Regions from separate parts of the Mus musculus genome. Here region 1 is linked to region 2. A link is a contact called in public HiChIP or PLAC-seq data. All regions are on one chromosome and are shown on one strand. Each heading gives the region's core, a stretch centred on a gene start, on an enhancer-like site or on the middle of the called end of the contact. The rest is flanking DNA. Distances are from core to core; before and after follow the strand shown.

The links. HiChIP or PLAC-seq counts read pairs in DNA pulled down with a chosen protein or histone mark.
Region 1: a contact with region 2 is called in an H3K4me3 HiChIP or PLAC-seq map of embryonic stem cells, with 22 read pairs. The contact joins the enhancer-like site here to the promoter of 4931429P17Rik in region 2. A contact is called at or near these places in 5 of 39 promoter capture datasets (the 3T3-L1 cell line, 3T3-L1-derived adipocytes, embryonic stem cells and 1 more), 4 of 484 Hi-C or Micro-C datasets (MC3T3-E1-derived osteoblasts, embryonic stem cells, nephron progenitors and 1 more) and 3 of 115 datasets of contacts at active chromatin or transcription factors (all in embryonic stem cells).

What each region holds. Positions count from the first base shown.
Region 1 is chr13:48,235,190-48,239,117 of GRCm38.p6, forward strand. All of the region lies in intron 1 of A330033J07Rik (RIKEN cDNA A330033J07 gene), which reads right to left. It overlaps Gm36183 (predicted gene, 36183), which reads left to right. Exons shown (of 7, transcript NR_168048.1): 2 at 796-862; 3 at 1,855-1,924; 4 at 3,894-3,928. Among named protein-coding and RNA genes, the nearest start is that of Gm36183, 9.2 kb to the left of the region's middle. Within about 2 kb of position 1,457, at least 13 of the 459 cell types and tissues checked have an H3K27ac peak or open chromatin away from gene starts, as enhancers often do. A contact at or near this core is called in embryonic stem cells, where this site is marked.
Region 2 is chr13:48,016,044-48,020,191 of GRCm38.p6, forward strand. 4931429P17Rik (RIKEN cDNA 4931429P17 gene) reads right to left here and starts at 2,565. Exons shown (of 8, transcript NR_038004.1): 1 at 2,389-2,565; 2 at 1,828-1,937.

The DNA.
Region 1 (3,928 bases), core at 207-2,706, 220 kb after region 2:
ACTAGAAAGCACCAATTTATCTGCTCACTTGCATGGTATACATAATCCATTTCACAGAAAATTATCAGTGTTGGGAAACATACCACCCTACCTTCAAATAACTGTGTTCACATTATAAGTGGGCAATAACATACCTAATGTTATAGGTGTATTTTATAGGTGTCAGTTTGAACTTTACTGTGTATTTGTTAGAAATTATACAATTATTTCTTGTGCAATTTTGGAGAGTTTTCACTTTTTTGTTTGTTTGAGCTATAATAAATTTATATACTTACAATAAGAGTGATGTGTTTGTCCTGGAACGCACTTTGTAGACCAGGCTGACCTAGAACTCAGAAATCTGCCTGCCTCTGCCTCCCTAGTGCTGGGATTAAAGGCGTGTGCCATCACAACCAGTGAATGAGTTCCAGGACAGCCAGGGCTATACAGAGAAACCCTGTCTCAAAAAACCAAAAATCAAAAGCCAAAAACCAAAAATAGTGATGTGTTTATTAAACCCTTACTTATTCCAGGTTGCTGGGCAATGCATTCTTATTAGATCCTGTGGATCACGAAACCTTTGCTTGAGTTTGGTGTGTGTCTTTAATTCTAAGATCATTTCCTTAAACAAATTATAAAAAAAAAACTTAAAAATTACAAAATAAAATAATACAGTCTTATTTGCTTCCAGGTACAAAAATATCTAGGTCACTCTAAAATCAGATTAGCATTCTTTTTTTTTTTTTCTCCTAGTTCCTGTAGGCATTTCTAATGTTTTTTTAAAACCCCAATTAATCACTTATTATTTCTTAACAGCTACCTTCAGGATGACAGTTACAAAAACATTTGGAGCTAGAGACGTAGCTCAGTCATGGAATTCTTGGTGAGTATGTATGAAGCCCTGGGTTCTGTCTCTAACATTGCAAAGAAAAAAGAGGTGGGGAGACAGAGGAAGGGAAAAAGAAGGAAAATCAACTGTACTCACGTGTTAAGGTGCACAGCCCAGATTAACCTGAAACTCATGATGTAGCCCAGGCTAACTTCTAAGTTACAGCAGCCTCCCTAGTGCTAGAATTACAGGTATGAGCCACCATGTTGATTCATATCTTCATTTTTAAAACTACCTTTACTAATACAGATAACTAACAAAAAGTGAGTGGGGGAGAATTAAGATTGTACACAATCCCCTCCACCTGAGATCATTCTTGCCATTTAGAGCAAACCTGTGAGTTTGCTTTATGTAATTACATCAATAACACACAATGTTGTGAGGTTTTGTTCATTTTTGCCAAAATATCATTATTATACCATGTACATATATTTTTAACCTGTGTTTTGTTCCTTGATAGCTACATAAGGTGACAAGATATCCCTCTGGCCAATAAACCTATCTCTTCTTCCTCATTGGTCATCCGTTAAAGGGAGGAGGACTCAGTGATGTCACTTCCGCTTCTAGTGCTGCACAGAAGTATTCCAGTAAACTGTACCCCTCCCCCCGCCACACACACACACCTTCATCAGCCCAGAGTTTTCTGAGGCATTGTAAGTCCAATGCTCCTCAAATACTCCACTTCTTGCAAGGCATCCCTGCCCGTGAAGGCAGACTTGTGAGCATATCAATGCTTGCTTTACCTGCCTTAAGGAAGATTGCACAAAAGGAACCAGAGACCACTTTCTCAGCCAGGCGTGGTTTGAAATATTCTTCTGGGCTGGGTTTCTTTACAGCTTGTTTTCCAAGCTCCTGCCCTCCCTTCTATCCCACTCCCACATGCTCCACCCTTGGCACCATCTTTTAATGTATGCCCCTATTTATTTCTTAACAAAAACGAGAGCATGATTTGCATTCCCACAGACCTAACCTTAGATTTATTTTAGCTGCTACACAGGAAGAAACGGGTCTATCAATTATGAATGTCTTCATGCGCAAGGCGGTGGCAGAGCAGCGGTAAGCTTACCTTTTTCTGGAGTCTTATCCTGATAAATAAATAATGAGATGTTCTGTGAAATGCCTTCAGCAAAGGCAGGGAGAGCATTCCTTCTAGATGTTAAGTGTAAAATCTAAACGAACTGCTCAGAACCTGTCGTAGTTTCTGAGAAACATGGAGAAACGGGCAATACGTTTCTATACTGTGTATTTGAAATAGAACACTGCACTTCAACATATTAACGATGTCTTAGGATATGTTGTTGCAGCCCACCATCATCTATCAAATGTTATACCAAAAAGTTGTGCCAAATTTAGTGACTCCAATAAAAGCGATAAAACCGGTGGTATACTGGATCATTAAAATGTGTCATTTTCCTCTTGCTCCAGTTAACTGATATTAAGTCTGCATATATTAAGCCTAGATGCTAAACCAGACAGCTCCCTGCAATCGTGGCCAGTAGCCTTCTGAGCTGTCCATTTTCTGGACCAGAGATAAGGAATCCTGTCTCCTGCCAGGGTAAAAAAAAAAAAAAAAAAATGCTTTGTGGTTACCACTAGAGGGCAAATAGCCTTGTGGACTTCACTTTGGCCAAAGGGTATCTCTGCCCAGCCAGCCAGTTTCCAGGTCTCAAGTGACGCGCTTTTAAATCTTGCATTACCAACTCTTGCTCAACCCACAAGCTTAGCAAGCAAGAGCTTTGTTTGTGTTAAGGGAACATCCAACCGTCCCCCTCTCCCCATCCCTTTTGGAAGATAGATCTCACTCCTCAGTGTAGCCACTGCAGATATCCTCAGCCTAATCCTTTCTCCTCTAGCTAGTGAGCCCCTGCTGTCTGCAGCAGGGCAGCCTAACCTGGCAGCTCTCAGCACTTCTAGACCTCATAGGCACCCAGGCGCCTTTCTCCCTGCTTCATTTCTGTGAACTCTGCAGGGCTTTCTGCCGCTCCAAGCTCAGGCTGTGGCTTCTCTCTCAAATTGAAAACTCAGTTCAGATATGTTACCTATGGGAAGTCTAGTCTCTGCTGGTCCCTGTGGCCCACACCTTCTTCCTTTTCCAAACCAGTACACTTGATTCTTAGGGCATCCCCTCCTCTGCTTACTCTGCTCTTGTCACCCGTCCAGCCTCCTGTGGGCAGTGGCTCTAGTTAGAAATGCAGGCTCAACTTCTCTGTCATTTCTTTGCCCCAGAATCACGGTGAATCCACCATCAGTTCTAGAAGTAGAATGGAATACAGATGACTCCTCCTCCCCAGGAGGCAGTGAACTGAACTGTGTGGGTTTTAAAGACCAAGTCTTTTGGCCTTTCAGAAAGGAGGCAGGGGATTTCTTTGATTAAAATGTAGATTTCCTTGCAAGATAAAACAAGTGGTGTTTGTTTGTTTGTTTGTTTGTTTGTTTTATTAAAAGTGGGTATTGGAAAGTTGTGTGCTTTTGAGGGGAACAATGAGGCCCAAAGATGAGCAAATAAATCGTCCTGAGTGGCATCAGGAGAGCCTTGGAGAAAGGCCACCATATAGGCACTGTTGGAGGTGGCCTCCCCGGAGGTCTCTCTGCCTCAGTTGATGTTATCAGTTCAGCTCACATTTTGAATTCTTCAAACCAGCTAGTAGTGCTGTTTTGGTAGGTTCTGGAAGCCTTACAAGGTGGAAACCGCAAACTCCAGGAAGTAAGTCACCAAGAACAGATCTCTGAGGGTTTCTTCCTCCCCTTACCCACTCCTCTCCCTCGTCTGCTTCCTGTTAAGGTAAAGTAAATAGCTTCCTCCACTATGCTACTCTTCATCCTGACACTGGGGACAAAAGCCATGGACAAAGCCCTAGGAAACTATGAGCCAAAATGAATTCTTTCTCCTTCGTGTTCTTCCAGGCATCGCGGTTACAGCAGCGAGTTGTCCAATGAAGTGGGAATTCTGCCTCCACTAGAAAAGTATCCACCAAATAAGGTCCATGGCCCATAATCAAGTTCTTTATTTCTGTTTATTTTTCAGGGAGAACCAAACTCTTTCATACTGCCAAGGGAAAT
Region 2 (4,148 bases), core at 1,315-3,814:
GAAGGGTGAATTGTTTGCAGCCATGGTTTCTGAATTCACTGAAGAGTTCAGGAGAGAGTAGGTGTTCAATAAATAGTTGGCAAATGGGTGTTGAAAGGGCACCTATAAATCTTTCTTTCCTCACATTGACTCAAACATAGAAAACCGAATGGTAGCCCTGAGGCTAGGAAGGTTGGCTGGCGTGCCCTCCCAAGGCCTCCCCATTCCAGGTGGTTGAGAAAGCCTCTTGGCTGCCTCTGCCTCAACCTCAAGGCCTCTTGTTCATCTTTTCTTCACTCCAGACAGATGCAGATCATATGGATAGGCCCAGAGAGACTTGGGTGTGAAGAAGACCTGGATCGGAAAAGGCTGGCCAGTTCTCTCTCAAGACTTACCCTTCCCTGAAACTAACTACCTCATTAACAGTCTCTGGAAGCTGCAGATGCTTCAACTGTACTTGCATCTCAGAACTGGCCCCAGGACTATGATAATGCACCACCATGTACTCTTAGCACAGGGCTACTATGTACTCTTATACATAGTAGCCCTGTGCTATGTGTACACCTCCGGCTCTCATGATCATGGACAATGAAAAGCAGAACCCTACAAGTGTGCAAATTGGCCAAAGCCTATTACGGCTCACAAAAGACAAATCAGCAGTAGCTTAGAGTGAAGCAGAGCTGGATACTTCTGATGTTATTTGGAACCAAGATTTTGGATTCAAGATCCTTCAGATACATGGGTTAGAAAAGGCAGACTCCGAATGAAAGCCATGTGCAAGAGACCATGGTGACTCATGGTCTGTGTAAAATAGAACTGCAGAGAAAACCAAGCCTTCAGAGCCTCTGGCAAGGTTGAAGGAAATGCTGCCTGCGAGCTGAGACTAGCCCTTGTGTGCTTTCAAACTATCAACGGCTCTGTCCAAACCCGTATGGAACACTTTAAGAATTATGGTACCTTCCCCGAATATAGAAATGTACTCCATACATTTGTCTCAGGAATTTTTAAAATTATGACCTTGAGACTAGGAAGATGGTTCAGTGGGGAGAGGCTTGCCACTCAGCACGAGATCCTATATACAGATCCCCATAACACAAATAAGACCAGAGGCTGCTGTGTGACCAATTCCTGTGTTCCCAGTTAGAGGTGGGAGGTAGAGACAGGAGAATTTTTTGACGCGTGTGTATTGGCTCACCTGGTGTACACAGCACCAAAAAAAAAAAAAAAAAAAAAAAAAAAAAAAAAAAAAAAAAGACAACCCTGTCTCCAACAGGGTGGAAGGTAAGAACTAACACACAAGATTGACATGTTCACACCCACACATGCACACCCACAAAGATCAAGAGAGAAAATCAAATATAACTTTGCAAGGTCAGGCTATCAATATATGTGTATATCATTGTAAATATGAACAATGTTAATAAGCATAAATGTGCAGATGTAAATATAAACAATATAAGTATGAACAGGAACACAAACGTATAGGAATACAAATGCAATCATAAATAGTGAGTTCCTAGCTGTGCAGAACAGATTTCACTCCCCGTTCTACACCTATAGGGTAGCCCGCAGGTGATCAGAGAAGCTCCTCACAGCACAGGCAGCTAAGGCAGACCTGCCTGGCACTCAGGGCCAAACCCAGCATGCTTCTACTTGCCACGGGGATGAGCATTGGCTGCCCTGCCGGGTGCCCTGAAACTAACTCCCTCTGCTTTGCTTTGCCATGGCCCCAGGCTGTGCCCACACCTCTCGGAGCCCAGCTGCAGGCCTTCTGAAAGCACCCAGAGGCCCTTAGTGTTACCTGGCAACGGGCGCACCTGTGAGCTAGGTCAGCCAGGCGATGCTAACCTGTGTGTTGGGGCTTGTGGTTCCCAGGTGCCCTCCCAGGCTCGCTCATTACTGCTCACTCTTTTGGCCCAGAGAGGAGAACAGAGGTGATTGTTTTCTCTCCATGTTTCCTAGAAACAACAGACGCACTGATTAGTTATCCACTGAGAGTCCCCAAAGGCCAAGGTGCACAGAGTAGCATTAACCTGTGCGTGCACCGCTTAAGGAAATACTTTAAGTTTGCTTTGAAGAGGCCTCTGATAGCACCCAGACACAGAACTTACGGAACCCAAATAGCTCTAAATAGTTCAGAGGGAACAATAACAGATTAGTTTAAGGAGAAATAAAATGCGGGCTGGAGAGATGGCTCCGCAGTTAAGCTTGTATACTGCTCTTGCAGAGGACCCAAGTTTAGGGTCTGCTACCTCTGCTGAGAGGCTCACAATCCCCTCTTACTCCGGTACCAGAGAATCCTATGCCCTCTGCTAGCTTACGTACATGTATATGCGCACGTATGTGCACACACACACACCTTAAGAAAATACAGTCTTTTAAAAGTGGAAAAATATACAATAAACATACTTCATTCTCTCTCCAACCCCAACCTCTGTTCTTCCCCCGTTCCTCGTCCCCATCCGTGCTTTCTAGAATCCCAGAAGCGCGGCCAGATGACCTTGGGTCTGGGGTCTGAGCGAATCATTGATTAGCACTGGGTTTTGATGGCCTGCAGCCCTCTATGTAATCAGAATCCATGTTTCTAGCTGCCAGCCCACCTGTGACATCACTTCCTGCCTGCAGCCCTTCCTCCTCTCAGACACCATCTTATGGAAGCAGATGAACTCTGGGAACCCTGCAGGAAAAGACTGCCGCCGGTATCTGAGCTAGGAGAGACCAGCTGGAGAGCTGGCTAGGCAGTTAAGAGCTCTCTGCTCATGCAGGGAACCTGGGTTTGGTTCCCAGTGCCTATAGCAGGAGACTGATAATCGCTTGGAATTCAGATCCCAGGGCATCTGAGGCCACTTCTGACCTCTGAGAGTCCCTGCACACAAGCAATGCAAATGCAGACAAGTAAGCTCGTGCACAAACATGTACATAAACATAAATCAACTTTGTGTAAAAAGATCCAAACACTAGTAGCTTCTATTCTGGTCACGTGAATTTCTTATATTTGGGGCCCTTGGTCAAGCCTTTGGTTGTGACACTTTGCCCCCAGGCGGGTCTGCTCTGCAGTAACTTTATTCTTACCTTCAGGTTGAGCCTTCCAGGGCTCTCAGCTGTGAGAACTACCCCTTAGCTACACCCAGAGCTTAGTAACCAGGGTTCAAGGTGACAGAAAGTCCTCCAACTTTTCTTACGTTCCTTCTAACAAACTCTGATGGGTCCTTCTAGTTGAGAAATCTGGTAGGTTGCTACTGCTGATTTCTCTAGCGTGTTACTTTCATTTTTAAACTTAAGCACGGAATGCCAAGCAAGCTGTTTTTTAAGCCATCAAAATCTTTTCCTTTAGGGGTCTTTTATAATTTGTTTTTGTTTCCCAACACAGATTTATAAACCCGTTTCTCTCTCACAAATCTCACTTACGGGGGTGTTGGAGGGCGGGGATTTCCAGCTCTCAATCTTTTTTTTTTTTTTTCCTTTTGCTGGTAGGGTTGATTAGATTTTGTCTTTCCTTGTTTGAATAAGAAACATTTACATCTTTTACTTGATCTATCCATGGAGGTGTTAGCGGTGCCCAGAGTGAATGTGTGGCACAGCAAATTTCCTGCTGGAGTCGGGAAGAGTTAGCACAAGACTAGGGGGAAACAAAATACAAACAGTGGAAAGCGATTACCACTCCCAACGAGTTCTAAGGCAGCTCAGTGTGAAACCAACCAGAAAATGATCAGCCTACAACCATAACTAGAAGGCACTAAAAAAGACAAAAGCTATCCAGCATCGTGAAAAAAAAAATCCATAAATAAAATGCACCCCAAAAGCATTTGCTGGTAAAAGTATTTAGTGGAGCAATAAAAGAGAGTATTTGGTGTCTTTAGATTAAGTGGGTTTTTTTTTTTATGGAATCTGTACAATTAAACACTATATAAGAGCTGGAGTCTGTGTCTACACCTAATTGAACACAGAATCAGAGAGATGCAGACTCTAAAGGGGCCGTGTACCTTCACTTTATAGACTCAAGGTTAGTTGAGCCATCTTGTTAAGTAAAAGATAGGTTTACTAAAAGCAAGATCATGGAGGGTTTTTTTTTTAACATATATACACACACTCATAGAAAGAGACAGATACATAGCATGAAAAGAATTTTTCTTTCTTAATCCCACTTTGAAATATAAGCAACATAGGGT